Regions from separate parts of the Mus musculus genome. Here regions 1, 3 and 4 are each linked to region 2. A link is a contact called in public HiCAR-type, HiChIP or PLAC-seq and promoter capture Hi-C data. All regions are on one chromosome and are shown on one strand. Each heading gives the region's core, a stretch centred on a gene start, on an enhancer-like site or on the middle of the called end of the contact. The rest is flanking DNA. Distances are from core to core; before and after follow the strand shown.

Region 1 (7,130 bases), core at 2,725-5,224, 820 kb after region 2:
GCACGCCTTTAATTCCAGCACTCGGAAGGCAGAGGCAGGCGGATTTCTGAGTTCGAGGCTAGCCTGGTCTACAAAGTGAGTTCCAGAACAGCCAGGGCTTTACAGAGAAACCCTGTCTCGAAAAACTAAAACAAAAACAAACAAAAAAAATTATCAATCATTCTTTGGCCTACTTTGCAGGATTCCTTTCACCAAAAAGAAAAAAAAGAAAAAAGGAAAAGAATAGAAAAATACACATAGCCATCCTACGTAGCCATCCCTTTAACAAAATCAAACTGGATGGATGCCCAAGTCAAAGGTTCAACATCCCGAGGATGTCAAATCTGAGGACTAAACCTGACAAATAAGTGTCACTTAGCAGACCTCAGTCATCCTCTTGGCTGTCACCTGTCTATTACCATCCTGGGCCATCCTCACCTACTCCACTAAACTGTAAAGAAACACTAGTCAGCTGGAGACATGGCTCACGTGATAAAATGCTTTCCACAGAAGCCCAAGAAACTCAGCCCAACCCCAGCTCCTTTGTAACAAGCCAAGCATGCTGCTGCAGTTTATAACCCCAACACTGGTGACGCAGAGACAGGAGGATGCCTGATCTCACTAACCAGCCCACAGCCGACTCTAATCCATAAGCCCCAGATCCCAGTGAGACCCTTTGAGCAAAGCAAGGTGGGTAGCTCCACTGGAATGACATGCCTGAGGCTGACCTCTGGCCACCACAAACGCACATGTGCATACATGCCTATGTGCATACCCACACACAAACACACACACACACACACACACACACACACACACACACACACACACACACAAACCACTAGTTTTCTACCAAGCAAGAAAACCCTTGGCTTCCCCCACCTCCTGCTTACTGAAACACAATTTAGGGACTGAGTTTTCTCCTGAAGGCATTTATAAAAACACCACCACTCAATGTAGACATGCAGATAAAAGCCACTTTGCATTCTGGCTGACTTTCTCTGCATTTACTTTAAGACTTTGTTGTTCCCCAAACTTTAAAAACTACTTAGGAGCAAAGGTTGGAGCACTGTGTATCCGATTGGTTCTTCTTCCTTGAGTTCTCAGCTAATTCACAGAAAGTCTAGACTGAAAAGACCTTAGACTTAATCTGAGCTTCACGTTTCGCAGACCCCCCTGAATTCAATCACTCTTCCCTGATTCAGAAGCTAACAGGTTTGGCATGATTGGGACTTTTGTGGGAGAACATTGCTGTGGTCATATAATGATACATATAAGTAAACATAATCATATTATTATTAATATCTTTATAAATAATCAGCTGTATTTGGTTTTTGTGCTTGTGTTTTCTATTTTTGAGACACGGTCCTGGCTAGCCTGGAATCTGCTATGGAGACCAGTTTGTCCACGGAGCCTCCCATTTCTGCCTCTGGAGTGCTGGGTGGTATTGGGCATATAATACCACCATATCTGTCCCTTATTAGTTGTCATTTTCCTTCCCTGCAAGGCTTTTCTCCTTACCTTGTGGCTGGTGCCTAGTACAGAACTCAGTATGTCTGGCAGGCCATAAGTAATGAAAGAATGCACCGGACTGCATGATCAGCAAATATATTGTACTTTAGTTTCCTCAAGAATCCTAAAACCGTCTTTCCTAAATAGTGCCTTACCTCTATCTCCTCACCCCTCATCGCCTCACCACAATCGTCTCTTTAGAACTAATTCTGAAGATGTCACTGCCACTCTCAAATTTCTGGAATCAAGTTGCCATCTTTACCAAGAAATCCAAGCAAACTGTGACAGATGGAGAGACATCTTTGGGGAACCTCTGACAATTTGTCAAATCACATCTTTCAATGAAATTACTTGGCTGTATTAAATTATACCAGAAGGTGAGCCCGAAACTCGCTGGTGAGCTCCGTGAAAATAAATATTGCCTGGTTTCACACAAGCAAGCGAGTAGTCCGATGATTCTTGGTGTAGACGCCCCTCCACCAGAAACAGGTTTCATCAAAACAGGTAGTAAACTCTAATTAAGTGGGTACACGTTTTGCTTTTGGGAAACACATTTCACCCTAAAAATACTTGTTTCAAATGCCGGTACAAAGTGTCATTTCTTTACTGACAGGGTACATCGCAAAATTAGCCAATCTGAAGGAAGACTTAGGACCCTAGATTCCCGATGAGGATATAGTTCCACTCAAGTATTATAGGCTCCTTCAAGATACAGTTTTCCTAACCGTGAACACAGTCATCTCACAATCAGCATCTTGAATCAATTACGCAAATACCAGTTAAGCCGTTCTGGTGCCCGGGAAAAGAAACGCCAGCATCAAGAAATCCCTGTTGGCTTCAGCTGTCCCCTCCTGCGGGGCTTGACAGCGCTTCTAAGGCGCCCAAACACCAGCCACCAGGCTCCCCCCAGCGCCCTCCTGCCGAATCAAACCGCCAGGGTTCTCAGGCCAAAATCCAGTGTCCTCAAAGCAAAACCATGAAAATGCTAAGCAGACGGCAGGGTTCATAAGAACTTTTTTCCCCTTTCCCTTGAGCGAATATTTTGAGAAGTTTGCCTATATTATCCACTTCTTGCGTCCACAGTTCACTTCCCTCCACCTCCTGGAGGCGCAAAGGAGAGCGGGCGCGGACCCAATCGAGAACCCATGAGTACTTACTACCTCCGCGGTTTCTCGGGGAGGGGAGATTTAACAGCTCCATGAGAATCTGATACAGATAATAAAAGAAGGCTCTTTCTCCCTGTTTCACTCCACCCTTGCTAAATGGAAATAACAACAACCAAAGTATGCAGCCAGTTTTGAGCTGGAAAACTGGGCTTCTCTAACAGGCAACGAGGCCTACAAGGGAGGCAGTCTGCAATATGGAGGGAGAAAGTTTGGCCGCCGAGTGGACGTCAGGGTGGGAGTGGACCGCACCCGGTCCGGAGCCCGCCGGCCGAGAGACGGATCGAGGAAAAGGAGGGCGGGATTCGTGGAAGAGCCAACCGGGCGCGCAGGCTGCTGCAGCGGGGCAGACGGTGACCTGACCTGTACTTACATAACGCTTCAACTTCTTCTCCGGGGGCGACTTGCGGAGCCATCCCGAGCAAACCACTTCGCCGCCGCTCATGGTGCACGCCGTGAGGACTCGAGGACCAGACACCAAAGGGGTCGGTGGACACAGTGGACGCGCTCCGTGCACGGCGGGCACGGCAGTCAAACGCAGCCCAGAGGACGTCTCAGATTCCCCCGACGGGGCGGCCCGGCTCCCCGCGCCCTGTGTCGGCGATCGAACCTCTCCCGCAGATTCGCGGACTGAAGAGGAACTCGATCGGGAACCGCGGGGACCAGGGCTCGCCGACCTTCTTTCAGTGCGCCCTCCTGGCCGCCAGGCGCGCCGTCCCGCCGCCTAGGCAGCGGTCGGGCTCCGCTGGGACTCTGTCCGGACAGGGAGCCCAGAACTGGAAGCCCTGCGCTCCGCCCCTTGGAAACGGGACCTCCCGCGGGTGCTCCCCGCTGCGGACCCCACGCTGCACGCGCACACACAATGCCCGCGCGCGGTGTCCGCTCCGCTCCGCTCCGCCCGTTGGCGCATTCACACTGAGAGGGGCTCGATCTTCTCTTTCCCTCTGCTCGGAAAAGGGCGCCTGGGAAGGCGTGCGGCGTCCGGGTGGCAGCCGGCACAGGGGCAGGTCCTGATCAGCCTAGGGAGTTCGCGGACCAGCAGCGAGGGTCAGGGCGTCGCCGGGCGTCGGGGAGGTCGCGGGTCCGCGGTGGGAGGGTGGGTCTGCGCTCCAGCCTCGGATGAGGGCGGGGATCAGCACAGGGACGAGGCGCAGGGCGGCTCTGCTTCGGGGAGGGACCCCTCTGTCCTGTCCCCTGCGCTCCTCCCCCACCCCGGGGGCGCGCGGCGGGTTCGGGGAGGCGCGGCCTGGGCCCCGGCCCTCCTCCTCCTAGCCTTTCTGCCTCCCCTTCCCACGATCGGTCGCCTCTAGCTTCAGCCCAGACTTTCTCTGAAACTCCTCCGGAGCGCTTCCAGCCAAAACAACAAGGGCTGGGGAGGCGGGGCCGGCGCTGGGAGGGAGCGAGATGGCAGAGGCACCCTGGGATCTGTAGTCAGCAGGCGCGCTGGGGTCCTCGCCGCCCCGCCGCCCCGGGCCCGCGCGCTATGGAAGGCGGCGGTCTCCGGGAACGCAGCGCCACCCCAGTGTGAGAGCGGGAGTGCCGGGCACTCTCGCCAGCTCCGACTGAGTTTGCCATCTTGACAACCCCCAGGGTCAGGAGTTTGTACTCGGCTGTGCCTTCGCGATCCAGAGTTTTCGGAAGGATTTCCCTACTTGACAGTCTGAAAAAATAACCCAGCCAGGAGGAGAACTCACTCAAGCGGGTCCTGGCTGCTCGAGAGACTGAAGGACTGCGTCTCCCGGACCAGGAGCGCGCTAGGACCCTCACTGTGCACCCAGAGACCAAGGGGGTGGGGGACCTCCTGGGTGCCTAGGGCCTGACCCAGGAGCTGTTCTACCGAGTGATGCTACCGCTTAGCCTCCACAAAGCGTTCAGCTGCGTGTATCTCTAAGACAGGATAAAGTCTCACACTGCTTCCACTCATGGGCTGTTTCTTCCAGTTGGCGTTGTGTTTGTTTAAAACCTGCGCTAGGATGTTGGACAGGAAAAGAAATCATTCTGGGTACCCTAATTCTATTTGCCTTTTTGTGTGTTTTACAGTTATTATATCTGGGCTGAGTTTGACACAGTCTTGTAACAGACTCTTCTTTACGGGTGTGTTTGAAACAAAGCCTTGGAACAAATTTTAGAAGGCAATATAATCAGACAAAAATTTTAAAGAGTTGGGCATGGTGATGCATGTCTTTAATTCCAGCGCTTGGGAGGCCGAGGCAGGCAGATTTCTGTGAGTTTAAGGCCAGTTTTGTCCACAAAGTGAGTTCTAAGGCGACCAGGACTACATAAAGAGGCCCTGTCTCAAAAAGGGAGTTTGTGTGAAAATACAAATAGATAAACAAGCATTTCTGAGAAGCATGAGTTTGGGGCTCTCCTAATAAATGTGTGTTCTGAGTCTGAAACCTTGGGGGTCGTAAAGAGGAAAAGGTGCTGGGAGCCCTGCCTGGCAGAACCCCTGTAATCCCAGGCCTGCCAAGGTAGGTAGGGGAGGGGGAGGGAAAGAAAGACTAGAGAGAGACATGGAGGCAGGAGTGAAGAAATTAAAGAAAGAAAAGAAAAGTAGATGCTAAGTTAATAATAAGACAAAAGCCCTTGCATATAAGAAGAGACAGTGCCCTTTGTTTTTGCCATAAAGTGCTTTTGAAATGGAAAAGTGTAATCTATCTTGTATTATTTAACTTTTGGAATTTCAAATAGAGCTTTTTTCCCAAATAAGTTTCACTTATTCCATTTCTATATACAAAAATCTACACCTGCAGTTAGAAACTTACACCTGCAACCCCAGCACTTGGGAAACTGAGGCAGGAGGATTATTGTGAGTTCTAGGTCAGCCTAAGCTTGATAGAGTATAAGAACCAATCTCCAAAAAAGAAGATGAATTTAAAGTGTTGCATTAAGACCTGGCAAATGGCTCTGGGTGAAGAACACTGGCTGCTCTTGCAGAGAATCTGGATTTTACTCTTAAACCTCTATGGTCCCAGAAGGTCAGCTATCCTTTTCCAGTCTCCATAGGTATCAGGCATGCACATGGATCACAGGCATACATGTAAGCAAAACACACATACACACATACACATAAAATGAATAATTTTTAAAAGTATTGCCTAAGATTTATGCTTGAGCCCATGAGATATGCCTCCACATATTGCACAAGCAGCAAAAGGAGACTGAGTGACACACCAGGCATAGCTTGAACATAGGAAATTTCAAAGCCCTCCCGCTCCAAACACGCACATACTTCCTCCAACAAGGCCACGCCTCCTAATAGTGCCACTCCTTATGGACTAAGCATTCAAACACATGAGTCTATGGGGACTATACATATTCAAACCACCACACATTATTATATAAAAAATTATATATTATATTTAAATTATACCACTTTCACATCATGTATTGAATCATATTTATGTATGTGCATTATAAGATTTGCAGTGTGATGGCGCATGCTTCTGATGTTAGCATGTAGATGGCTGAGGCAGTGTGAGAACCTCTCCAAAAAAAATAAATGAATAAATAAGTAAATAATTGGCATTCTGGGAAATGCTATTATATATAAATGGGCTGAGTTTTATTCCACAGCAAATGTTTACAGAATGTCTGATACTGGAATACCATAGTGAGGAAGGGTAGACACGTTCTCTCCTCCTCTATCTTGGAAAGAAAAAAATATTACAGGTAATTAACCTCCAAATGTCTATAATTTAGTTGATACATTTTATGGAAGAAAAATATATAAATATTTAGGCATATGTTGGAGAATTCACCCTTCAAGAGGGGAGGGGGAGTAGGTTGAGATTGACTCCTTTGAGCTAAAGACTTCACACAGAACTCTCAGGACCCATAGGTGCAGCATACAGCTTGGAGAAGCCACAGACAATGTAGATCCACAGGTGCTGGGGCTGCTAGGAGCTAGAAAAGAACTGGATACATTCGGCAACAAAGAGAGTGAGCACAGCATTAACCCTGGGTGAGAACCCCGAGGCAGCCAGAGAGGAACGCAGGTGCCTGCTTGGAGGGTGTTTTGTTTTGTCTTGAGACTTGTTCTTATGAATCCTCTGCTAGCCTTATCTTGGATGGCCTTGCGCTTTTGATCCTCCAGCCTTTGCCTCATTGGAGCTGGGATCACTAGGGAGCACCACCAAGCCCAATTTGAGAATCTTTCTGAATTTAGACCTCTTCCTTAAAGCATATGGCCCTAGCATCACATCAGTCAACTCTGAAAAGGTAGTGTTACTCCAGCTTCCAACTTTAACTGCACATCTCCTGCCTGATTTTCCGAGTCACCATATGACATCACTCTTGTTTCTAGATGGCTTTTCCAGTCTATGGATATGTCTGACTTTTTTGTAGAACATCAGACATCCCTTTTATTCTTCATGCTCACTTCTCTAAGCTGTGGTCCATGGCTTTGACAGTATGCTCATACCTCACAAGAGACCAATTCCAGTAGAACCTAGCTGTGCAGTTTTCCCCACCCAA
Region 2 (7,137 bases), core at 1,021-3,520:
AATTAGGAGGCTGGAGCTTAATGACATTGTTGTGAATAAATTGCTGGACTATCTGCTCCCCATCTCAGACTACGGCTGCATATGGTAAGAATAAAGAGGGAGCCTCAGCTGAAACCCGCACGAGACAGCTCTCACTCATCTGGGAACAGAGTGGGCCGGACAAACGTTCCCTCAAAAGGCATGGACATTTGGACGGAGCTGGCGACTGGAAGAGAATGATGTTCTCTAGTTTCAGCCATTAGTGAACCAACTAACAAACACAATGGCGGTGTTGTTATTCCCTGGCCATAAGCAACAGGGCGCTGTGTGTGGGCAGCAGTTTAGTAGGGAGGAGGATAAGCCGACCCCTTTTTGTCCTATTGATTTTTTTCCTATTTGCATGACTTGAGCAAATTAAATGATGCAATATGGCTTTTTGTTACAAAACAAAGTGAGAGGTACCACCCAGACACATATGTTGATTCGCAGGAGCTGTTTACATGATAATAGGGTGAAATCTACCGTGAACTGAGCATAAAAATTAGATTCAGCTTGGGCATTTTTTTTTTTTTTTTTTTTTTTTTAGTGCCTGGGCCAGCAAGAGTGGAGCACAAGTTTTCCAAGTGTCTCTCAGACCTTGACAACTGCAGGCTTGTAACAGGAATTCTTAATTAAACCTAAAATGGGCAAAGAGAGGGGAAGCAGAGACACCTGATTGTTTATCTCCCCGTGCAGTGATTGTTAATGACAGGATCCCACAGACAGCACACAGCACAGCATCCCATGTAAAAATAAATCTGATGCAGAATCAAGACCAGTGACCTCTTGCACTCGGGGCAGATACTTCTTGGATAAGCTAATCATGCATGGGAAGTTCATATGTCATCACTCAGAAATATAAGTTTCCAGACAAGATCCTCCTAGACTACGGAGTACCAGTGAAAACCTGGATCCACGATACAAGAAGGACAAACCACCGAGTAAGAAGGTCCAGCAAAATCTCCCAAGTTCTTCAGTACCAGGAGTTCCCTTCTCCTGACTTAACACATTGTCATGCACGCTAGACCCTTCAGATTGGGTTTAGGATCATAAACCAACAGTGCCCGGAGAGCCTTTATAATTCAATCTGCTCGCTAGTTAGAGCACGTGGAGAAAACTGAACAAATCTTTTTTGCCCCCAGAAAAGTAAACCGGAAACCACAGCCACCCTAATTTACAGTTTCACCTCACCAAGTGCTCCATTTGATCCAAAATACAGCTAATCTCGATTCTTTTGAAATATTTGCTCAGACCAGGACGCGGGTACCACAAAAAGTCTCTCTCTATAGATAGGCAAGTTTGACCAGCATCCCCACAACCGACTCCAGAGCAGGAAGAGCTATCTATCTGCACACTGCTGAGAACACACACCCAAAACACTTAATCACCTTAGAAAAGTTATCACAACTACTTAGGTTTGGACTCTCTTGCAGTTATCAGCATCTCAGCAAGCTACACGTACGAGGCAGGGGACTGCCTACCTTGTTCTCCAGACGCCCCAATCCAGGGCTGTCACTCTGCAGGCAGCAAGATACTCGTGGGTAGAAGCCACCACACAGGATCTCTCCTCCACTGAGCAGCTCCAGCTGGGACATCACCCGCCTGTCCCTTCTCTTTAGGCGCTTTGGGGGGTTCCCATTCAGGCACCGTCTCCTTCTCGCTCCGCTCCCCTCGTTCCTTTCCCCAAACTTCGCATCTCCTTCAAAGAAGCCCAGAGCCACGGCCAGCAGTAGCAGCTTAAACGAGAGCATCTTCAGCATCGTCTGCCCGGAGCAGCAAGGGCAGGACGCGGGAGGATGGGGTGGGGGAAAGGCCACTGCCCAGCAGGGGCACTAGGGCGCAGCTCCAGGAGAGTGCTGCGGGGCGGCGGGACGCTCTTGGGGGCAGAGGGAGGTGGCTGGGAAAGAAAGATGTAGAGCTATGCAACTTTGCCTTAGGGCAGTAGGAGCAGCAAGATAAAGTGCAGATGACACTTGTCCGCAGCCTTGCCAGCGTCTGTTGGGTTAGGGGCTTTCCACAGCGGTTGGGAAGTGGGAGGAGAAGGAGTTGGAAGAAGAGGAGGAAGGAGAGGAGAAGAGAGTCATAGAACTTCGCTTGTCCGCTGAATGGGAGTTGTTTAGGTGAGACAGTAGCAGGAACCGAAAGGGCGGCGGTGGTGGCAGCGGGCCGGGCGGAGGCAGGGTTGGCGCTGGGCTCCCGAGGATGCTGAGGTCTCCTCTGCCGGCGGCTGCAGCTTCTCACACAGCCTCTCATGTTTCGCTCCCTCTTTTCTTCTTCTTTTTAACTAGCGCGCGGGGAGGTGCTGCCACCGCGCGCCCCTTGACGTCACCGCCGCTCGCGCGCCCCCGCCTGGGATGGGGGAGAGAGGAGGGGGCGGCCCAGGAGCTAGCGCTCGCCGGGGCCCAGGGTGGCCTCCGGCTGCGACGGGGCGGGGACGGAGGAGCCGGGGGGGGGGGGGGGCCGGGGGGGGGGGACACGGACGAGGGAGCCCTCCGAGCCAGCCTCTGGGGCTCGGAACCTGGAACGCAACGGTGCCGGGGTGGGGGTGGCCTGGCCATTGATGCCCAGCCTGGGAGGAAAGTACGTTGCTGCCACTCAAGAAGATGGGGCTGATGCTCCCAGATGGTGTGAGTAAAGGGGGACAAGGAGAGGTGAGAAGGGAGGAATCTTTGCCTGGCTTTGCCCACCAGGTCTGGTTCCCTCAGCCCAGGGAGGGATGGACTCAGTCAGTGGGCTGGAGCTGGCGTCTGGGAGCTTGTCGGTGCCTTTCCCTCTCTGGCAGGCATAGACAAATGCTGCTGGTCTTCAGTGATCCTGGAGATTAAGAGAGGAGAAAGAACCCAGATGCTGCAAGTTTCTGTGTAGGCTGAGGTGGTTTGGAGACTTTTGCAAAGGGCCACCCACAGGTCCTCACTGAAGTTCTTGGAGGTACTGCAGTGGGCACAGAGACACATGTGCTTAGAAGGGTTGGGTATCCCAGAGAGGGCTGAATCTGAGTCCTTCTCCAGGCTTATGCAAGATGGCCTAAAGGGACCACCTGTACACCCAGACTAAGTCGTCTGGAAGACACCTGTAGATATCTCAAACTGGCTGTACTGTGTGCATTTATAAAGTACATGTTACGCACACACCCCTGGGCACAAACTTTCTGGTGTGCAAATATAGAAGAGGAAGAATTTAATCTCCTATGTAAAGTATAGAAATACAAGCACCACATAACTCTATAAGTACAAATAAATTTCCCTTTTCCCTAACTGGACAAGTTCTGCTTAGAGCATTTCTAGAAAGATGTCCATATTATTAAGAGCTATGATTTCACGTTTACTGGAGCCCCGTGGCATTGGGACAAACCTCCCAGGAGCTGCACACGGAATGTGAAATGTGCTTTTTTTTTTTTTTTTTTTTTCTATTTGGGAACTTCATAGGGAAGCTGATTTCCTTGTAGATGGCTTCTGATGAGGGGATAAGGCTGTTTTTCCCATTTTGGCAATAGAGGAATGTTCACCATATTTGGAAACAGATTTCATGAAGCCCCAGTGAAAGTTGGTGGAGGATGAAGCTGGTAACTGATGGCGTTTCAAGTGCTATCAGAGGCTGGGTGAGCCTCGTCCCTGGATGCTGGATTACATTTTATGTGTGAAGTTAGGAGTTTCTAAAGCAAAAGAAGTGTCCTGTTAGAATAAACCTAAAGCCTGCAGAGACATTTGGCCTAGCCCCCAGCTTAAGCAAATGCCCGCCCCCCCCCCCCACCCCCACGACTGCCCTGCATCACTGTGGACCTGTTACTGGGAAAACTACTCTGGTTTCCGTGGCTAACATTCATTCTGCCTACAAGTCTTTGGATATCAAATACATCACACTAAGGATTTTAAGACTTTGAAAAGTCTCACTTTTGAAGCTCTTGATATGAGTTCTATCAAAAACAAGCTTCTGGCATAATTCCATGTAATTCAGATCCCAGAACACGTCTACATGGGTTTAAGGTTTTTAATTCCTAAATTCTATCTTAATGTCTTTTCCTAGAATGAAAATCCTTCTAAAATATGTCAGGTGTTCAAGCTTCCACTCCTAAGTGATAAATTCATGTTAATACTGTTGGGTCAGGGACTCTGTGCTGAACACTTCCAGGTTAAGCCCACTTGACGTAAATTAATACTGGGTTTTAGAAACTTATGATTCTGTTATAAGGTATGATCCTAAATGTCAAGGGGCAGAACACTTATAAATGATCTAAAGGAGACAAAGTTATTTCCTTCTTTTCTTCTTAGGACAAAGTCTTTGGTATCTAAGACTGACCTTTAAGAATGACCTTGAACTAGTGATGCTCCTACATCCACATACTTAGTGTCAGGATGGTAAACAAAGACCATTATGCCTGCTTGAGGCAGTGCTCAGATAAGATCCCAGGGCTTCAGGAGAGGCTACTCTGATATACTCATGGACAGGTACCTAGTCCATTCGTCATCAGAGAGCCTGTCTCAGGCTGTTGATAGGAGCAGATGCAGAGACCCACAACCAAACATCAGGCAGAAAGCAAGCCCAGGTTAGAAATCTCCTTTGGTTCCCTTCCTTTTCAGCTTGAGAGTTCAGGGAATCCCAGGGAACCCAGAGGAGGAGGGGAGGAGGAATTGTGGGAGCCAGAAGGGTTAAGGGCACCAGGAGAGTATGGCCTGAGGAATCAACTAAGGAGGGCTCATGAAAGCTTGCAGAGACGGAAGCAGCAATCATGGAGCCTGCAAAAGTCTGAACTAGGTCTTCTACGTATGGTTGTTGGCTTAGTCTTTTGGGGGGACTCGTGACCATGGGGATGAGACTCAGGGTGTCTCTGACTCTTTTCTCTTCTCTTGGTACCTTTTCCTCCTACTGCATTGCTTCACTTAGCCTGGTTGTGAGTGTTTATGCCTGGTCTTTTTGTATCTGTGTCATGTTCAATTGATGTCCCTGGGAGACCTATTCTTTTCTGGGGGAAGACAGAAGTGGGGAGTGGAGAGTGGAGGGGGTGGGACTGGAGGAGAGAGAAAGGGACACTGGAAGGAGTTGAGGGAGAGGAAGCTGCAGTCAGGATGTATTGTATGAGCGAAGAAAAAAATTTAAAGAGCATCCCAGGGCTTCATGTTTGCAAAGCAACCACCATAGCAACTGAGCTACATCACTTCCCTTGTTCTATCTTGACACGTGCAACTGGAAATGATCTGTGTACAATTCATCACGAAAGGCAAGTAATTCTGTCCCCTACAGGACACTACGCTTATTTCTTGTGTCACTGATAGAATTTCTAAGTAGGCACTGACTCCTGTTTCACAAGTGAACTAACTTCTGATTTTTTTTTTCCTCAGAAGACAAATTAGGAACTTAACCCACAGCAGATGAATCAATTTCTTAGGAATCGAGGATCAACACTGGAGTATTTCTTCAGAAAGCTTCCTTGGAGGTGGCAACAAGGGAGCAGAGCCATTTGCACACCTGGACAAAGTCAGAAGGGTCATTTTCAGTCATTATACCTCGTTTAAGAAGCAATTCACATACAGCAACTATTTTCATCCATGCATTCTTGGTAACCATAAGAAACTTTATCACGTGTGAATAAGCTGTAAGTAGCAGATCCAGGAACACTATTGTTCTCTTTTTGAGTCTAATTCAGTCATAGGTAACTGTGACCGACTTTCAATAAACATTACCTATTAGCCATCTTACTTGAGTTGATTGTTTCTGAATGTTTCTAATGAGTTAAAAAAAATCTTTTTATTGTAAGCAGTAGGACAAACATCAGAGTGTACACCCATCGTGAAGAATTTTAGACCTTGTCATTTCAAATCAATCTCTATTCAAACTACACTGCAGTGTGACTCCACAGAGAGAGAGAGAGAGAGAGTGAGAGAGAGAGAGAGAGAGAGAGAGAGAGAGACCATCTAACAATTATAGACTGGTTATAGCTCAGGGATAGCAATTGGCACAACGGCCAGGTAGCTGGCTGGATTTATTTCTTGTTAGTCAAACTTCTGTGCTGAAGTTAGTACCTGGACCAGCAAGATGCCTTTGTAGATAAAGGCACTGCCCCAAGCGTAATCATTTGAATTTGATCCCTGAATGGCAGAAAGAGAAAACCAACTCCCACAATTTGTCCTCTGATACTCACATGTACGGTGACATTCAGTAGCACACATGCAAGTGCACCCCCCCCCCCATATTTAAATCAGTAGCTGTGTGGCAAATTCAGCTCTGGGCACTGCAGACACAACTGTTTAAAACTCTTGTGGAACTTCCTCTAATAGGGCAAGAGACCATCTAGATATAGATTGTACCAGATGTCCATGAGTGTCAGAGAGAAACGAGATGATGGGGAAGGTCACAGGCCTTGGAAGGAACAGCGATTTTGAAGATTAGAGCGGCGAGCCACATTCACGCAAAGCATAAGGAAGAGGAGAGTAAATTGGATGAAGTGGACAAGCTTGGTGTGTCCAAGGATTAGCAAAGAGGCTCTGCCCTCCACAGTGGACACGAGTAAGTGACAGAAAAGGACAAGAACTGTGACATCATGAAGAATCCAGGTCCCAGACTGTATAGGATCTTGGAGGTTTCTCCCCTTAGTGAGATGCCTCTCCCATGGTAGGCAAGCATAGTGTGCCTTGCTCCAGCCAACTGTCTTTTCCAAAATAAACTTCTGGCTATTTTGATAGAGTGAATTAAAAATACAAAACGGAGTAAAATGAATATTAGAGAACTGGAAAAGCAGAAAGGAACAAGTGTAGAAAGAGTCTCAGGTACACTGTGTGGAAGCATCCATGTCAATAAAAAGTGGATGGCCTATCAGCAAAGGCAGCAAAGGTTGGAGCTTTGGAGGAAAGCTAGCAACTCTGGGAGTTAGCCAGAGGCAGGAAGATTTGCCTCCCGGACTCTGAGGCCACAGATGCATGAAACTGAGGAGAGGTAACCAGCCATGTGTCACACATGGAATTGAATAAACGGGTTATATAGGTTATGAGCTCATCAGGGAACAAGCCAAAGCGTATGGCCTAGGCATTTATTCATAAATAATTAAGTCTCAGAATCATTGTTTGGTAACTGACATGTGGATGGAAACGCCCATGTTTATGGACTCAATCGTTAGTGATGAGGAGG
Region 3 (7,715 bases), core at 4,824-7,323, 680 kb after region 2:
GCTAAGAACATAGATACAAATTCAAGCCTGGATGACCTACTTACTTACTTCTATGCAATGATGAATAACACATTTAACTTCTGCATTTTAACCTAGAGATTAGCTTAACATCTTCATGTCATGTACAGCATGGCTGTTAACAATTCATAAAGCATACAATAGTATAAAAGTAAGTCACTGTGTCTATTTTTAGATATTTAAACATTGATCTGTGAAGCCACAGAAAATAAATTTAAAACCTTAAAAAAATAGAATTTAAAAAGCACATTTGGTTTAAACTATCAAATATTAAACTATTACTCACTCTCCAACTGAAAGCAAATTCTGTTTTTCATCCTTTTTTACCCGTGGGCGCCCTGGTTTCATCTTCAAGGGTGAGGTTGGAGTCTTCTGAGCAGCAGGCTGAATGAAATGTGCGAACAGCTCTGTCTGCTTTAATAAATACTCAAATCTATTTGCTCGGTCAGTTTGCTGCAAAATTTAAGACACATTTTATCAAACTTTAAGAATCAATTTCAACATGTCTGCATGACAAACTCAAGAATCAAGTAAACTCCTGAAACATGCTACTTGGGTGACTCTCCAAAGCATAGCCAAGACAAGCATAGATTTGAATAGAAATGAAAACATTTAGTTCTAGTTAGTGATGGGGTAATGGGCTAAGGGCAAGAAGGATTTACTGCAAAGGGGCACAACAGAAAATATTCTATAGCATGCTTACAGTAATACTTAAATGAATTCATATAATTATTTCCAAAACTAAAATTATATGGGCATTATTGTTTAATAAGTTGGCAGTCTGTGAGCCACCTGCATGCATGAAGAGGTCGGAAGAAGTTTTCATATTCCTTGGAACTAGAGTTTCAGAGAGTTGTGAGCTGCCATGTGGGTGCTGGGAATTGAACCTGGGTCTTCTGGAAGAACAACAAGTGCTCTTAACCACTGAGCTATTTCTCCAGCACCTATTAAAATCTTTATAATTTACATTTTGCTAGCATATATATTATGCTAATTCTGTACATATGCCATAATATTGAGAGTTTGAAGCTTTTTAACATATTTTTAAGTATTCTCTAATATTTGAAGGAGAAGTAAAACCAAATTAAAAAAAATATATATATATATATTTTAAAAGTTCTACCCTAGCCAGGGATGTTGGCACATTCCTTTACTCCCAGCACTGAGAACTGGTAGAACTGAGTTCAAGGCCAGCCTAGTCTACATAGTAAGACCCTGTCTTATAAACAAACAAAAAAACAGTCTAAATGTTCTTGAGTTTAAACATATATATATAAGGCACTCAGAACAGGGTCATAATAAGCATTCACTGTTGGCTGTTATTATCAAAAACTGAATTTAAACATAAAGTTCTTTTTAGGTACTAAGTTGAGCAAAGTACATGATGTAAACTGGCTCTGTAAAAAGAGTAAAATATCAAGCTTCCTTTTTATAAAGTAAGGCTCTATTCAAGAAGCTGATACTGTAGCTCAACAGTAAACACATGCACAAGGTTTGCTCCTCAGCACAAGAAAAACACAAACCCATTCACAATGTAAGAATGCTGAGTCCAGGGCTGGAGAGATGGCTCGTTGGTTAAGAGCACTGACTGCTCTTCCGGAAGTCCTGAGTTCAATTCCCAGCAACCACATGGTGGCTCACAACAATCTATAATGGGATCTGATGCCCTCTTCTGGTGTGTCTGAAGACAGTGACAGTGTATTCACATATATGAAGGAAGGAAGGAAGGAAGGAAGGAAGGAAGGAGGGAGGGAGGGAGGGAGGGAGGGAGGGAGGGAGAGAGAGAGAGAGAGAGAGAGAGAGAGAGAGAGAGAGAGAGAGAGAGAGAGAAAGCGGAGACCAAATTGCATTAATTAGTCATTGAACATAGTGAAGAACAAAACTAGACATACAGACAACAATTTGCTGAAATTTTTTACAATCATTTTCAATGCTCTCTTTAAAGGTATTTTTTAATGCAAGTGAGTAATTATATCATACTATGTAGCCTTCCTAAAATACTTGTCTGGTTTATGTAGGCAAACAATATCCCATGTTATACATATTTCAATTAGATATCTATGTTCTACTTATAAAAATTAAACACAAAATTACAGTAAACTGAGCTCCACAGAGCAAGTGAGAGCCAGACACTGGGTGACTCTGTGTCTCACAATGGAAAACCAACTAACCCTGGGCAAGCAAAGGAGACCCAAAGAAGCTAAAAGGCAAATGTCTTCTATATGCATTCTTTGTGCAAACTTTCCAGAAGAGCACAAGAAGCAGCACCCGGATGCTTCTATCAGCTCCTCAGGTTCCCTAAGTGCTCAGAGAGGCAGAAGACCATGTCTGCTGCTAAAGAAAAGGGGAAATTTGAAGACATGGCAAAGTTTGACATAAAAACCCACATCACCCACACACAAAGGGGAGACCAAATTGAAGTTCAAGGACACCAAAGCACCCGAGGCCTCCTGCCATTCTGTTCTGAGTATTGTCCAAAAACCAAAGGAGGACATCCTGGTTGGTCCTCTGTTGCAAAGAAACTGGGAGAGATGTGGAACAACACTGCTGCAGGTGATAAGCAGCCCTGTGACAAGGAGCCTACCAACCTGAAGGAGAAATACGAAAAGGATAGTGCGGCTTACAGAACTAAAGGAAAACCTGATGTGGCCAAAAAAGGGGGGCGGGGAGGGTTAGTAAAGGCTGAAATGAGCAAGAAAAAGGAGGAAGCTGAAGCAGAGGATGAAAGGATGAGGAAGAGGAAGGTGGTTCTCAAAGGTTTTTTTCCTTGTCTATAAAACATTTAACCCCCCCCACACACACAAATACAACTAACTCCATTTAAAGAAAAAAAATTGAAATGTAAGGCTGTGTCAGATTTGTTTCTAACAGCACAGTGTCTTTCCTTTGCACAGTTAACACACTACAGAATGTATCTTTAGATAGCCCTGTCCTGTAATATTTTCAATAGCCACTAGCTTTGCCTGGTACAGTCTAGGGATTGTAAAGTGGCATGGAAATTTAAAACAGGTTCTTGTTGATGTACAGCACAAATTAGTTATATATGTGGAGGGGCAATATTTTGGGTTTTTTTCAGTTTTGTTTTTGTTTTATCTTCAGTTGTCTCTGATGAAGCTTATACAAAGATAATTGTTCTGTCTGAATACCACTCTATAACTGCAAAAAAACAAAAAACAGCTGTTCTGTTGACATTCTGACTGCTTCTAAGTAAATACATAAGTTTAGTAGATTTAATTATCTTAACAAAGAAGTTCATTATAAAGTATTCACATGTCTAGAACATACCATTTTTTCTTCATATGTAGGATCTGGTTCTTGGATTTCTTTTTGCTTTCCAGGTGATCCATGATCAAATACTTCCTGGTAGGAAAGGAAAATCATCAAATTGTTTAAGGATTGTCAACTATCATTATACTCATTTCTTTAAAAAAAATTGTAAATAATATTCTTGCTCCAAGGCCCGTCCCAAGATATTTAATGGCTATCAGATAACCTGACATGAAACCTGATATGGATGAAATAAAATACTATGGGGATAATCACTTTTCCCAATTATAAACTATATAACTTTTGGGGTAAAAATATCATTTACACCCTAAGGCAAAATTACTTTCTATACAAGCCATATGGACAAATCTATATTTTTTCAATAAAATTATAAATACAAATTAAGTAACTTGAATGTGAACAAAGTTCTCTTTGTATCATAAAATTCCATCTACCTACTGTGCTATTTTATAGAAATGTATACAAGAAAGGAAGCATTAGCTAGTCCCTAATTTACACTTCCTAGAACATTACCCAAAAAAATAATTCAATGTCTTTTTTTCCAACTGTAAAACGTATCTAAGGTCATCAAATACATTAGGCAAGTGTACTCAACTCAAAACTAATTCTGACTCTAAATTCACTTAAGACGATGAAAAGCAGTCTGATGATAATTATTTTAAGGACAATAAAATAGCCAGGAGCATTTAAACCCTAATAAAATACTTTAATTTTTGAGTTGCTATTTTTCAATTAAAACTTAAATATAAACACAAATGTGAAAACACAAAATAAGTGGTATTTTCATTAATCAGATGAGTAAACTGAGTCTTCTCAGTATAGGAATATCAACAGTTTCTATTTTTTTCTCAATCTTATTCTTCACGCATTTTCTTTTCTGTTTATGTCAGTTACTGCTTGTTTGTTTTGTTTTTTCGAGACAGGGCTTCTCTGTGTAGCCTTGGCTGTCCTGGAACTCGATCTGTAGACCAGGCTGGACTCGGAACTCCGAAATCTGTCTGCCTCTGCCTCCCAAGTGCTGGGATTAAAAGGCCTAAGCCACCAGTGTCACTGGTGTCCAGATTCTTTTATTTCATGGAATAGAAATCTAAGAATCCAAGTAAAACAGCACTAAAAACTCAAAAGGCCACTTAAAACCTTAAAGGGGGGGGGGGGCATCAAGTACATTTTTAAATTGAAACTGCATTCACTTCAAATTGGTGCATTACACTAACACCTACCTTCCCCACTAAAAGTTGTTTCAAAGATTAACGTTATTTCACCCAAGCTGCCTCATAAAAGTAATGCAGACTGCACCATCATTTCCTTATAGTGTAAATCCTGCACTAAAGTTCACTTTTATAGTATTGCTTCCAATCTGAGGATTAAAACTCCCAGGAGTCTTCCTTCAGACTGGAACTACAGAATACCTCAAAACAAGGCCAAGGCCAAGAATAAAAATTGGAAGCAGTAACTTTGTTCCCAGGCAACTCAATGCCTGGGAGCATGTCCAAAGAGACCTGCCTGGCAGCTCCCCCATTTTCCACTCTCTCCCCGCTTCCTCCAGTATTGTCACCATCATCTGGCCCACTGGAGCCCCAAGAAGGTGGTTCAACAGCGAATCCTCCGAATGGCTTCAAAAGGAAGCAATGCGCAGAGCTAGAAGCCCATCATCCTTCCCCGAGGCTCCCATTCATTCAGTTCTCCATGCATACACCCGTAATTGGATGGGGATCCAGGACAGGTGCTGCGGCTGTCACGCTCGTTCCCCTCCCGGTGGAGCAGGGCCCGGGAGGGGCTTCCCCTCGTTGCACACAAGCAGCTGCGCCCCGCTTATCCCCACTGCGCACTCGGCCCTCCAGCTCTCGCCATTGTCTCTGCCCAGAACAGACAGATGCCGCCCCCGCCAGCACGGGGATGAGGCACTGGAGGCGCAAGTCCCCAGCTGCGACGCTGGGAAACGTCGCCCCTCGCCCCGGGAATCCCACTCCGGAGGGGCATCTCCCTCGCCTTCCTCAAAGTTTAGTGCAAACTAAAACCTAAATCGGGAGAAATTGAGCGAGTTCTGGGGGAGCCTGGCAATGGAGGAAACGGGTCCCCTCGGCCCCAGTAATCAGGAACATGTGTTTCGTAAGAGCGATCCGCGGTCGGGCTAGGCTAGCTACACCGAGGGGAAAAGGTAAAGGTGAAGAGCAGGAGACGCGCCGGCCGAGCATCCACCTCCCTCCCTCCCCGCGCACGGCCGCGCTCACCTCCATCTCGGTGTCCGCGGGGCCCGAGCCCGCAGCACACGGAGCCGCGGGCGCCGCGCCGCCCTCGGGGCCGCCTTTGTTGCCGCTGCTGCTCCCGCCGGCGCCCGCCGCCGAGGGCTTGGAAGGCGCGCTCTCGGGAGGCGGGGGCGGCGGAGGCTCCACCGCGGACGACATGTTCCGGCTGCGTCACCCGCCGCGGCCACGGGCAGGCGCGGCGCCGAGGGAAGCGGCTTGGGCCTGCGCGACACGGGCGTCCGGGCCGCCGGAGGAGTGAGACCTGCCCGGAAGCTCTCACGCGCGAGGGCTCCGCCACCGACCCGAGCCGGCCCAGCCGCGCCGCTCGCCTCGCCGTCCTCTTCCGCGGGACTCTGCTCCACAGGCGTTTACCTCACGGCGGGAATCACGTCGACGGGAGTGGGCGGGGCCAGCGGGGTCACGGAGGTCAGGGAAGGCGGGCTGACTCTGAGGAGGCGGAGGGCCGAGGGAAAGGGAAAGGAAAACGGAAGGTTCTCAGAGGCCTCCCGGCGCCTTCTCCTCTCCGGGAGTGGATTCTCTTCTCCAGCCAACCAGGACAGCTACCTACGCCACCCGCTCTCAACCCTCGCGAGATCGCTCGTTCCCCCTTAGAAGGCCGGCTCGCGAGGGCGCGTGCGCATGCTCCTCCTTGGCCCCGCCTCCTCCAGGCCTCTAGCGGGCTGTGGAGCCGAGTGGGCGGGGCCTCGAGGAAGCGCGTCGGCGGTGCTTTGCGCCTCCGCTCCTCCGAGTGACGCGAGCTGGGTCTTCGGCGCTCCCGTAACGGCTCGGCTCGCTGTCTTCCGCCGCGCTAGGGCTCCCTCTTGGGAACGGCGCGACTGTTAGGCAAGGAGCAAAGGCCTGGGCTGGCCTTCGTCGTCCTGCCGCCTTCGCTCACGGGCGTGACGTTAAGTGACGTTGGACGCCTGAGAAGAAAAATCACCTCAGAATTAAAAAGTCTGCGTGTTCGCTCCGTCAGTCGGCTTCGTTTAGAGAGTTCGGCGTTTGTCAAGTTCAAGTTAAGACAGAAGACGCGCTGCCCTGTTAGAATGGCAGCAGATAAAGGCAGACAAATGATGGCGAGTTTTCGCATGAAACAAATACACATTTGTCTCAAGAAGTGTTTACCAGGCGTGGTGGCGCACACCTTTAATCCCAGCACTACAGAGGCAGAGACAGGCGGATCTCTTGAGTTGAGGCCAGCCTGGTCTACAGAGCGAGTTCCAGGACAGCCAGGGCTACACCGAGGAAACAAGTGTTCGTTATTCGTGTTGCTTCTTTATCCTGCCTTAGGCTGTCATGGAGGCTACTGAATCCTACGGAATATAAACACTGTTCCATTCATCCCCCACCTACTCCCAGGCACAAAAGATCTTTATCTTAATTAATCCCATTATTTAGTCCCCACCTATGTTGAATAAAAAGTCTTTTCCAGAGTTACTTTCAAACTTCTTGGAATAGATAATATTCATATATAATTTCAAATGTTTTAACCAGTCGAATAATCGTTAACTAAAATGGAGAACCTGAAAACGCTCTCGTTTAACATACTGTAGCTCATTTGGTGAGTTGTTGGGGAGCATACATGAAATCCTGGGCTTGAGTCCTAGCACTATTTAATCTGGATGCCGTGACTCGTACCCCAAATCCCAGCACTTAGAGAAGTGTAGGCACGGTCATCCTTGGCTACTAGGCCAGCCTAGACTAAAAGACACTAAAAGTGTCTCCAAAAACTAATAGATATAAGGAGCTGGAAGAGATGGTTCAAAGGTTAAGAGCACTGGTTCAATTCCCAGCACCCGTATGTCAGCTCATAACTGTTAAGTCTAGTTCCAGGGGATTCAACCCCCTCACATATATGCATAATTAAAAATATTTTGCCGGCGGGGAGTGAGACTGGGTTATTCTCTATAGCCCTGGCTGTCCTGGAACTCACTGTTTAGACCAGGCTGGAATTAAAGGTGTACACTGTGCCACCACCACCACCCAGCAAAATAAAATCTTTTTTTAAAAAGTAGTATAAAGCCACGTGGTGGTGGTGCATGCCTTTAATCCCAGCACTCGGGAGGCAGAGGCAGGCGGATTTCTGAGTTCGAGGCCAGCCTGGTCTGCAGAGAGTTCCAGGACAGCCAGGGCTATACAGAGAAACTCTGTCTCGAAAAAACA
Region 4 (7,219 bases), core at 3,021-5,520, 550 kb after region 2:
CTTTATTGAATATAAATTAGAGACAAGATGTAGCCACTTTGCAAGGTTTCTGCAGGAGTCACATGATGTAGGACTTATAAGATATGATCAGAGCATATGCTTTATCATTTTGTTTTGTTTCTCTCCTGCTTAATGATAGATTTGGAATGCAGCTCAGGTTCAAAGGATAAATGTGAGGTGATGAAATACAGAGATGCAACATGGATAGAAGAAATTACTCTTTGGAAACGAAGATTTGGCTAGAAAACAAGTCTGAGAAGTCTAAGCACAGTTGACAGCAGTTTCTAATGAGCTGGTGCATTCTGGGAAAGGAGTGGTGCATTCAGGGAAAGGAGAAAAGTTATACCTGCTGTACTGGTTCCTTCTGATGAATGCCTAAATTTTATAATCAGTCATTACTACCTCACAGTTGCTTCCTTTCCTCTGTTCTTAGGCATCTGTGGTGACTGCCACACTCTCCCTGCTGGTATAGAGCTTTAAGACTACCCAGGAAGACAGGCTTCAATTGATAGCTACATGCATGAATATGAAATTTAGCAACATGACTCGCAGAGCCTTGTGACTGGAAAGGAAGAGGGGAAGTAGAAAAGTGTGACCACATCAACGATAAAGACGACTGATGACCGGAGCAAGAGTTTGTTCTCTGTGTCTAAAGCCTGACCAAAGTGCCCTAAGGAGAGAGCAAGTCAGAGGTAGGAGAAATAAGCTGGCAAGCTGTGGGGGCCGCCCAGATATAAAAATGATAAGAAAGGTGAATGCTGAGCAGAGGTGGACAGAGAGCAAAACCTAAGATTCATTTATCATCTCACCTCCCCATCTCCACTTCTGCAGTGTGGAGAGACTGCCTGAGAGGAAGGGATGCTTAGACAGGAACCAAAAGACTCATCTTAAATGCTCAGTTGGTAAGAGTTAATATACATAGCCTAAAAAACAGAGTTCTGTTGTATCAAACAACGTGATGCATGCCTAGAGCCCAGCAGTCACAGGTTGAGGCTGGAGAATCACAAGTTCAAGACAAGCCTGAGCTATACATGAGACACTGTCTCCAAACAAGAACCATTTGAAATGTTTGATTATGACACTCATTCTTTATGTAAGGCAATTAGCAGCTTTTTGGAATATAATGCTTCGTTCTTGCATAATGGAGTTATAGCTGTGCTTAAATTTTTAAAAATGCATGTTTAAAAGAACGTTTTCTGGATGTGCTGGGTTAACATGGCTTAATTAAGCTTAAACATACATTATTTAAAATGTACTTCTCTTACAATCCTGCTATATGAACAGATCTGTGCTAATGAGGTGGAGTAGCATTCAGCTCTAATGGACCACAAATACCACCCGTGGCCGTTCTGAGAGATTAACACTTTCAAGCTCATAAGGTATTCTTGGTTTTGCAAAGCTTCTACAAAGCAAAAGACACCGTCAATAAGAGAAAAAGGCCACCAACAGATTGGTAAATAATCTTTACCTATCCCAAATCGGATAGGGGACTAATATCCAATATATATAAAGAACTCAAGAAGGTGGACTCCAGAAAATCAAATAACCCCATTAAAAAATGGGGCTCAGAGCTGAACAAAGAATTCTCACCTGAGGAATACCGAATGGCTGAGAAGCACCTGAAAAAATGTTCAACATCCTTAATCATCAGGGAAATGCAAATCAAAACAACCCCGAGATTCCACTTCACTCCAGTCAGAATGGCTAAGATCAAAAGCTCAGGTGACAGCAGATACTGGCGAGGATGTGGAGAAAGAGGAACACTCCTCCATTGTTGGTGGGATTGCAAGCTTGTACAACCACTCTGGAAATCAGTCTGGTGGTTCCTCAGAAAATTGGACATAGTACTACCGGAGGATCCAGCAATACCTCTCCTGGGCATATATCCAGAAGATGTCCCAACTGGTAAGAAGGACACATGCTCCACTATGTTCATAGCAGCCTTATTTATAATAGCCAGAAGCTGGAAAGAACCCAGATGCCCCTCAACAGAGGAATGGATACAGAAAATGTGGTACATTTACACAATGGAATACTACTCAGCTATTTAAAAAAATGAATTTATGAAATTCCTAGGCAAATGGATGGACCTGGAGGGCATCATCCTGAGTGAAGTAACCCAATCACAAAGGAACTCACACAATATGTACTCACTGATAAGTGGATATTAGCCCAGAAACTTAGGATACCCAAGATATAAGATACAACTTGCTAAACGCATGAAATTCAAGAAGAAGGAAGACCAAAGTGTGGACACTTTACCCCTTCCTAGAAATGGGAACAAAACACCCATGGAAGGAGCTACAGAGACAAAATTTGGAGCTGTGACGAAAAGATGCACCATCTAGTGATTGCCATATGCAGGGATCCATCCCATAATCAGCTTCCAAACGCTGACACCATTGCACACACTAGCAAAATTTTGCTGAAAGGACCCAGATATAGCTCTCTCTTGTGAGACTATGCCGGGGCCTAGTAAACACAGAAGTGGATGATCACAGTCAGCTATTGGATGGATCACACGGCCCCCAATGCAAGAGCTAGAGATATTACCCAAGGAGCTAAAGGGAACTGCAACCGTATAGGTGGAACAACAATATGAACTAACCAGTACCCCGGAACTCTTGTCTCTAGCTGCATATGCATCAAAAGATGGCCTAGTCGGCCATCACTGCAAAGAGAGACCCATTGGACTTGCCAACTTTAGATGCCCAGTACAGGGGAACGCCAGGGCCAAAAAGGGGGAGTGGGTGGGTAGGGGATTGGGGGTGGGGTGGATATGGGGGACCTTTGGGATAGCATTGAAAATGTAAACGAGAAAAATACCTAATTAAAAAAAATTTAAAAAAAAAACAGTGGTGTGGTCCTGGCTATGGCAGCAGCAGTGGCTGCTGCTGCTAAAGTAAATTAACCATCTGCAACACTGCAGAAAGATCGAAAGATTAATTTGTGGATATAACCCCCAGGTTTATATTATCCAATTGAAGCTTTTTTTTTTAACCAAGAGTTTTGCATGCATCTATTTTCAGTCACTAAAATGTCCCTGACATGAAAAAAAGGAATCAGGTGACATGGATTATCTTGAACAGTGACTGACCAGATTCTTCTAGTCCCTAAGAAATTAAGACAAGTCAAGACCTGGCACTCACGTCACTCACAGACAGGAAAGGCCATCATTTGAAAGCCTGGTTCCGAGCGTGCAATGGATTATCACAGAGATTTAGTTGTGGGGTTTTCTTGGGCACTGCTGCTCCTACCTCCTCTCCCCTGGCTAATGTATATTTTCCAACCAAGAAAGTAACAGGAAAGAAAAGAAACAGCTAATGTCTAGTGTTGATCAGGTATGGAAACTACATTCTAAGAAAGCCACAGGAAGCTGACCCCCCACACCCAATTGCTTTGTGTGAGACCCATTCACTGGGAACAGATTAAAAGCTCTTCAAGTTTGCCAGCCTGGAAATTGTTGCTTCCCCACTCTCCAAACCCTGAAGCTGCCCCTGCCCCGTCCCTGACACACACACACACACACACACACACACACACAGAGAGAGAGAGAGAGAGAGAGAGAGAGAGAGAGAGAGAGAGATCCTGTTCCCTCATCGCAAAAAAAAAAAAAAAAAAAAAAAAAAAAAGACCCTGCAAAGAAACTACCAGGGTTGCTGTGAACGTGCAGAATTGACAGACCTGGAATAAGCTGCTTCATCAGACAGACAGACAGACAGACAGACAGACAGACAGGAAATTCTTTTTTGCAAAAATCCCTCCCACCAGCTTTTTTTAATGTCCAACGTGAAACTCAATTTTGGCGAGAAAAAGCACTCCTGTCAGCGGTAAGAGAGACTGGCTCTGCACTCAATCAGAGACACTATTCCTCCTGGGTGAACAGACCATGCCAGCGGTGTCTCCCACGCACATAACTCACCCAGGCGCAGTCACTCTCACTTTCCCAGCCCCGAGGAACAATCCTCTTGTGGCTCCCAGAGAAAGGGGTATCCAAAGAAGACAGTGGGAGGCAGGCAACTCAAGGCTGTGACAAATCAAGGTAACTGGGCTAAAGACACTGGGAAGCGGCGGGGAGTGCCTGCATGCTCGCTATGTGTCGGTGTGCTGGGGCACATCTGGGGGGCCACTGACACCAGCTCAGGTGGAGACTTGGAATGCAAAAGACAGAGAGAGCTTGTCCGTTGCTGTTAGTTGCTGCAGCTCCTGGATCTGGCGGGATCCAAGCATCCCCGCCCTCCCGCAGAGTCTCTCTGCTTCCACTGGAGTGGGCATCCTCTAGATATATCAACTCCAGAATTCCATCGGACTATGGCTGGAGATTCTCTGAGCCTTCCTGGGATGTCCCTGCAGCTGCTAGTGACTCTCACCTGCCTGCTTCTGACTTGTGCACTGAGGGAAAGGGTACCCTTGAGTGAAAACGTGTCCCACTGTGAGCTTTACCTGCCTCCCTGGGGAGCGCTTAATGGTGGTAGTCACCAGAACCCTGGCATTCTGATCGCCAACTCCGGGTTCCAAGTGCCACAGGGCCGCTCGGTTTGGCTTAACCCACTGCGGGATCTAGTGATTCGAGTGCAGCGCGGGGATCAGTGCAAGGTGACAGTGCTGGACTTCCCGCGGCTCCAAGGCGCGCTCTCCCCGCACCAATTTCCCTGTGATTTCGGGGCCCAACAGGTTAAGTACACTCACTTCGGCTCGCCCAGCTCCACAAGAACCCGGATACAGCTGCAGGTGCGCTATGACGCAGGGAATTCCACGCTGGTGCTGCCCTTCACTCTGCAAGTGAATGTAGTCTTCCCCAAGCTTCAGTTGGTGGCGCGCAACAGGCCACTGAAAGTGTTTAAAGTGCTAGGCTGCAGCCATGCCATCGACAGGAGAGTGCTAAACTTTGCCTCCAGGAGCAGGTGCAGGCTCACCGTGCTTCCTCACCCTGGCGGACCACTCCCCAAGTATGGACTCTTGGTGGACACCGCTGGGAACCCTCTCTCCAGGGGCCATCTGGCCGACTGTGAGGCTTTTATCCAGGCTGGCGTACGCTACCAGCATACCACCACACCATCCTCACCCAGCAGGGACTATGTGCCCATGCTAGTGGAGCTGCTTGGACCAGAGTCACAAGGTACTAGGTCAGTGGAGGTGCTGGCCCAGGAGTACTTCCAAATTCAAGTCAGAATCCAGAAGCGAGCCAGGAGCACAGCACCAATACCTAGTCTCGCGGCTCTAATGATAGTGGAGGTTGAACAGTCCTTACTGACAGCCCTGACACCTGATGTGCTGGCTGCAGAAGACAGCGAGTCAGACCCTGACGACCTAGTCTTCAACATTCTCAATGTACCCGAGGCCCCACCTGGACACCATGGTGGACAGGGTTATGTGGTGAACACAGATGACCCCCTGGGCCTTCCAGTCTCTTTCTTTACCCAGAAAGAGCTTCGAGAGCTGAAAATAGCCTATCGACCCCCAACGGGGAGCTCAGAAGGGGACCACGTCTTTCAGCTCAAACTGCAGGTGGTGGATGAAGATGGTGACACCTCTGAGCCTTTTGCTTTCATGGTGGTGGTAAAGTCTATGAATGTGCTGGCTCCAATAGCTAGCTACAGAGGAGGACTTGTGGTGTTTGAAGGCCAGGCAAGGCCCTTGTCTGATGCCCTAAGCTTTCAGGTCAGTGATAAAGATAATTCCAAAGAAATAAAAATTGTTGCAGTCAGAGGTTTGCAACACGGGCAGCTGGTAGTGCATGGGGCACCTGCTGGGTGCAAGAATTTCACACTGGCAGACCTAAGTGCAGGGAGAGTGGTGTACCAGCATGATGGCAGTGACTCTTACAGTGACAACATCATCCTCAAGATGGAGGGTGAGCACCACCGGGTGGACTTCCTCTTCCCCATCACTATCGTGCCCGTGGATGATGCGGCACCAGTGCTCACCGCCAACATGGGACTCTCCGTGACTGAAGGGCAAGTGGTCCAGATATCCCCCTTTGTCTTATGTGCCACCGATATTGATTCTGAGGACTCAGCTATCCTCTTTGTGTTGGAAGACGAACACCTGGAAGGAAAAGAGGAAGAAACACATGAAGATCTGGCCCCTGGTTCCTACAGCTCAAGCCAGCACCCAGGCAACATGCTGCTGAGGCAGGCTGAGCCCCCTTCGTCCCTTCTGTACAGTGACTGGCACTATGTGGAAAAGGAGGGCCTTTATGAGACGGTAGTGACTGAGTGGCTGCAGAGAGACATAATGGAAGGGAGACTGTTCTTCTCCCATCCTGGACCACATAGCCCATCTCCAGTGGCTCATCTGGCCTTCCATGTGCAGGATGACCAGGACCCACCAAACCTCTCCAACCAGCACTTCTTCACCATCAGCATCCAGCCTGCAGATACGTCGCAGCCTCAGCTATCTCCAGAAACGACCCTAGAAATGACAGTGCAAGGATACCAGCTCACTCCCTTCCAGCAGAAGTACCTCCAGTACACTGACCAGAACTCAGATGAACAGAACCTGTGGTACACTCTACTGACGCGACCAACAGACGCTGACAGCAACCATCAAGTCCAGGCTGGAGAGATCGTGCTCACTGATTCACCAGGTAGACCCATCGTTCATTTTACCCAAACCCAGGTCAATCATCAAAAAATTGCTTATCGACCCCCACAGAGGAATCTTGGCATTGTACCTCGAGTTGTACAATTCACCTATAAGGTGGAAGACACTGCAGGCAACAGTGTGTCAGGTACATTCACAGTATTCCTGCAGCCTTTGAACAATCAGCCACCAAAAGTCATCAATAGAGGCTTCGCTGTCTTGGAGGGAGATAGCTTTATTCTTGGCAGAGGTGAACTTAATGTTTCAGACCCTGACACCAATGATGATCAAATTTTCTTCATTTTAGTTTGGGGTCCCCAGCATGGACACTTGCAGTACTTTAAAAAATATATGGTTCCAGGAGAATCATTTATGCTAGCTGATGTTATCAATGGGAGCATCTCTTATCAGAACAGCAGAGACCAGACTGACAGTGACGTCATCTACCTAGAGGTAAGTGATGGAGTGCACCATATACCCATCACTGTCCAGGTTTCTGTGCAGCCCACTGTGGCTGACAGAAGTCCTGGGATTTCTATCACAGGGACTCCAGTATTGGCTACTTCTCTAACTGTCCTTGAAAATGCAGCTTCTGAGATCACTATGGATGTTACTCATGGCAGAAAGAACACAA

Evidence for each region. Promoter capture Hi-C pulls out the DNA fragments that hold promoters and counts their contacts. HiCAR-type assays count read pairs that join an accessible place to other places. HiChIP or PLAC-seq counts read pairs in DNA pulled down with a chosen protein or histone mark.
Region 1: a HiCAR-type map of astrocytes shows a contact between it and region 2, with 2.5 times the contacts expected there. The contact joins the promoter of Gab1 here to the promoter of Hhip in region 2. A contact is called at or near these places in 1 of 39 promoter capture datasets (cranial neural crest), 1 of 484 Hi-C or Micro-C datasets (embryonic stem cells) and 1 of 115 datasets of contacts at active chromatin or transcription factors (astrocytes).
Region 3: a contact with region 2 is called in a promoter capture Hi-C map of frontonasal cranial neural crest. The contact joins the promoter of Smarca5 here to the promoter of Hhip in region 2. A contact is called at or near these places in 2 of 39 promoter capture datasets (cranial neural crest and frontonasal cranial neural crest) and 3 of 115 datasets of contacts at active chromatin or transcription factors (astrocytes, embryonic stem cells and large pre-B cells).
Region 4: a contact with region 2 is called in an Esrrb HiChIP or PLAC-seq map of embryonic stem cells, with 6 times the contacts expected there. The contact joins the promoter of Frem3 here to the promoter of Hhip in region 2. A contact is called at or near these places in 1 of 39 promoter capture datasets (embryonic stem cells) and 1 of 115 datasets of contacts at active chromatin or transcription factors (embryonic stem cells).

Annotation. Positions count from the first base shown.
Region 1 is chr8:80,876,505-80,883,634 of GRCm38.p6, forward strand. It overlaps Gab1 (growth factor receptor bound protein 2-associated protein 1), which reads right to left and starts at 3,975. Exons shown (of 10, transcript NM_021356.2): 1 at 3,028-3,975. The coding sequence starts at 3,099.
Region 2 is chr8:80,055,738-80,062,874 of GRCm38.p6, forward strand. It overlaps Hhip (Hedgehog-interacting protein), which reads right to left and starts at 2,271. Exons shown (of 13, transcript NM_020259.4): 1 at 1,500-2,271. The coding sequence starts at 1,778. RefSeq lists an enhancer at 1-739.
Region 3 is chr8:80,733,386-80,741,100 of GRCm38.p6, forward strand. Smarca5 (SWI/SNF related, matrix associated, actin dependent regulator of chromatin, subfamily a, member 5) reads right to left here and starts at 6,074. Exons shown (of 24, transcript NM_053124.2): 1 at 5,538-6,074; 2 at 3,304-3,378; 3 at 305-471. The coding sequence starts at 5,711.
Region 4 is chr8:80,606,769-80,613,987 of GRCm38.p6, forward strand. It overlaps Frem3 (Fras1 related extracellular matrix protein 3), which reads left to right and starts at 4,271. Exons shown (of 8, transcript NM_001167898.1): 1 at 4,271-7,219. The coding sequence starts at 4,312.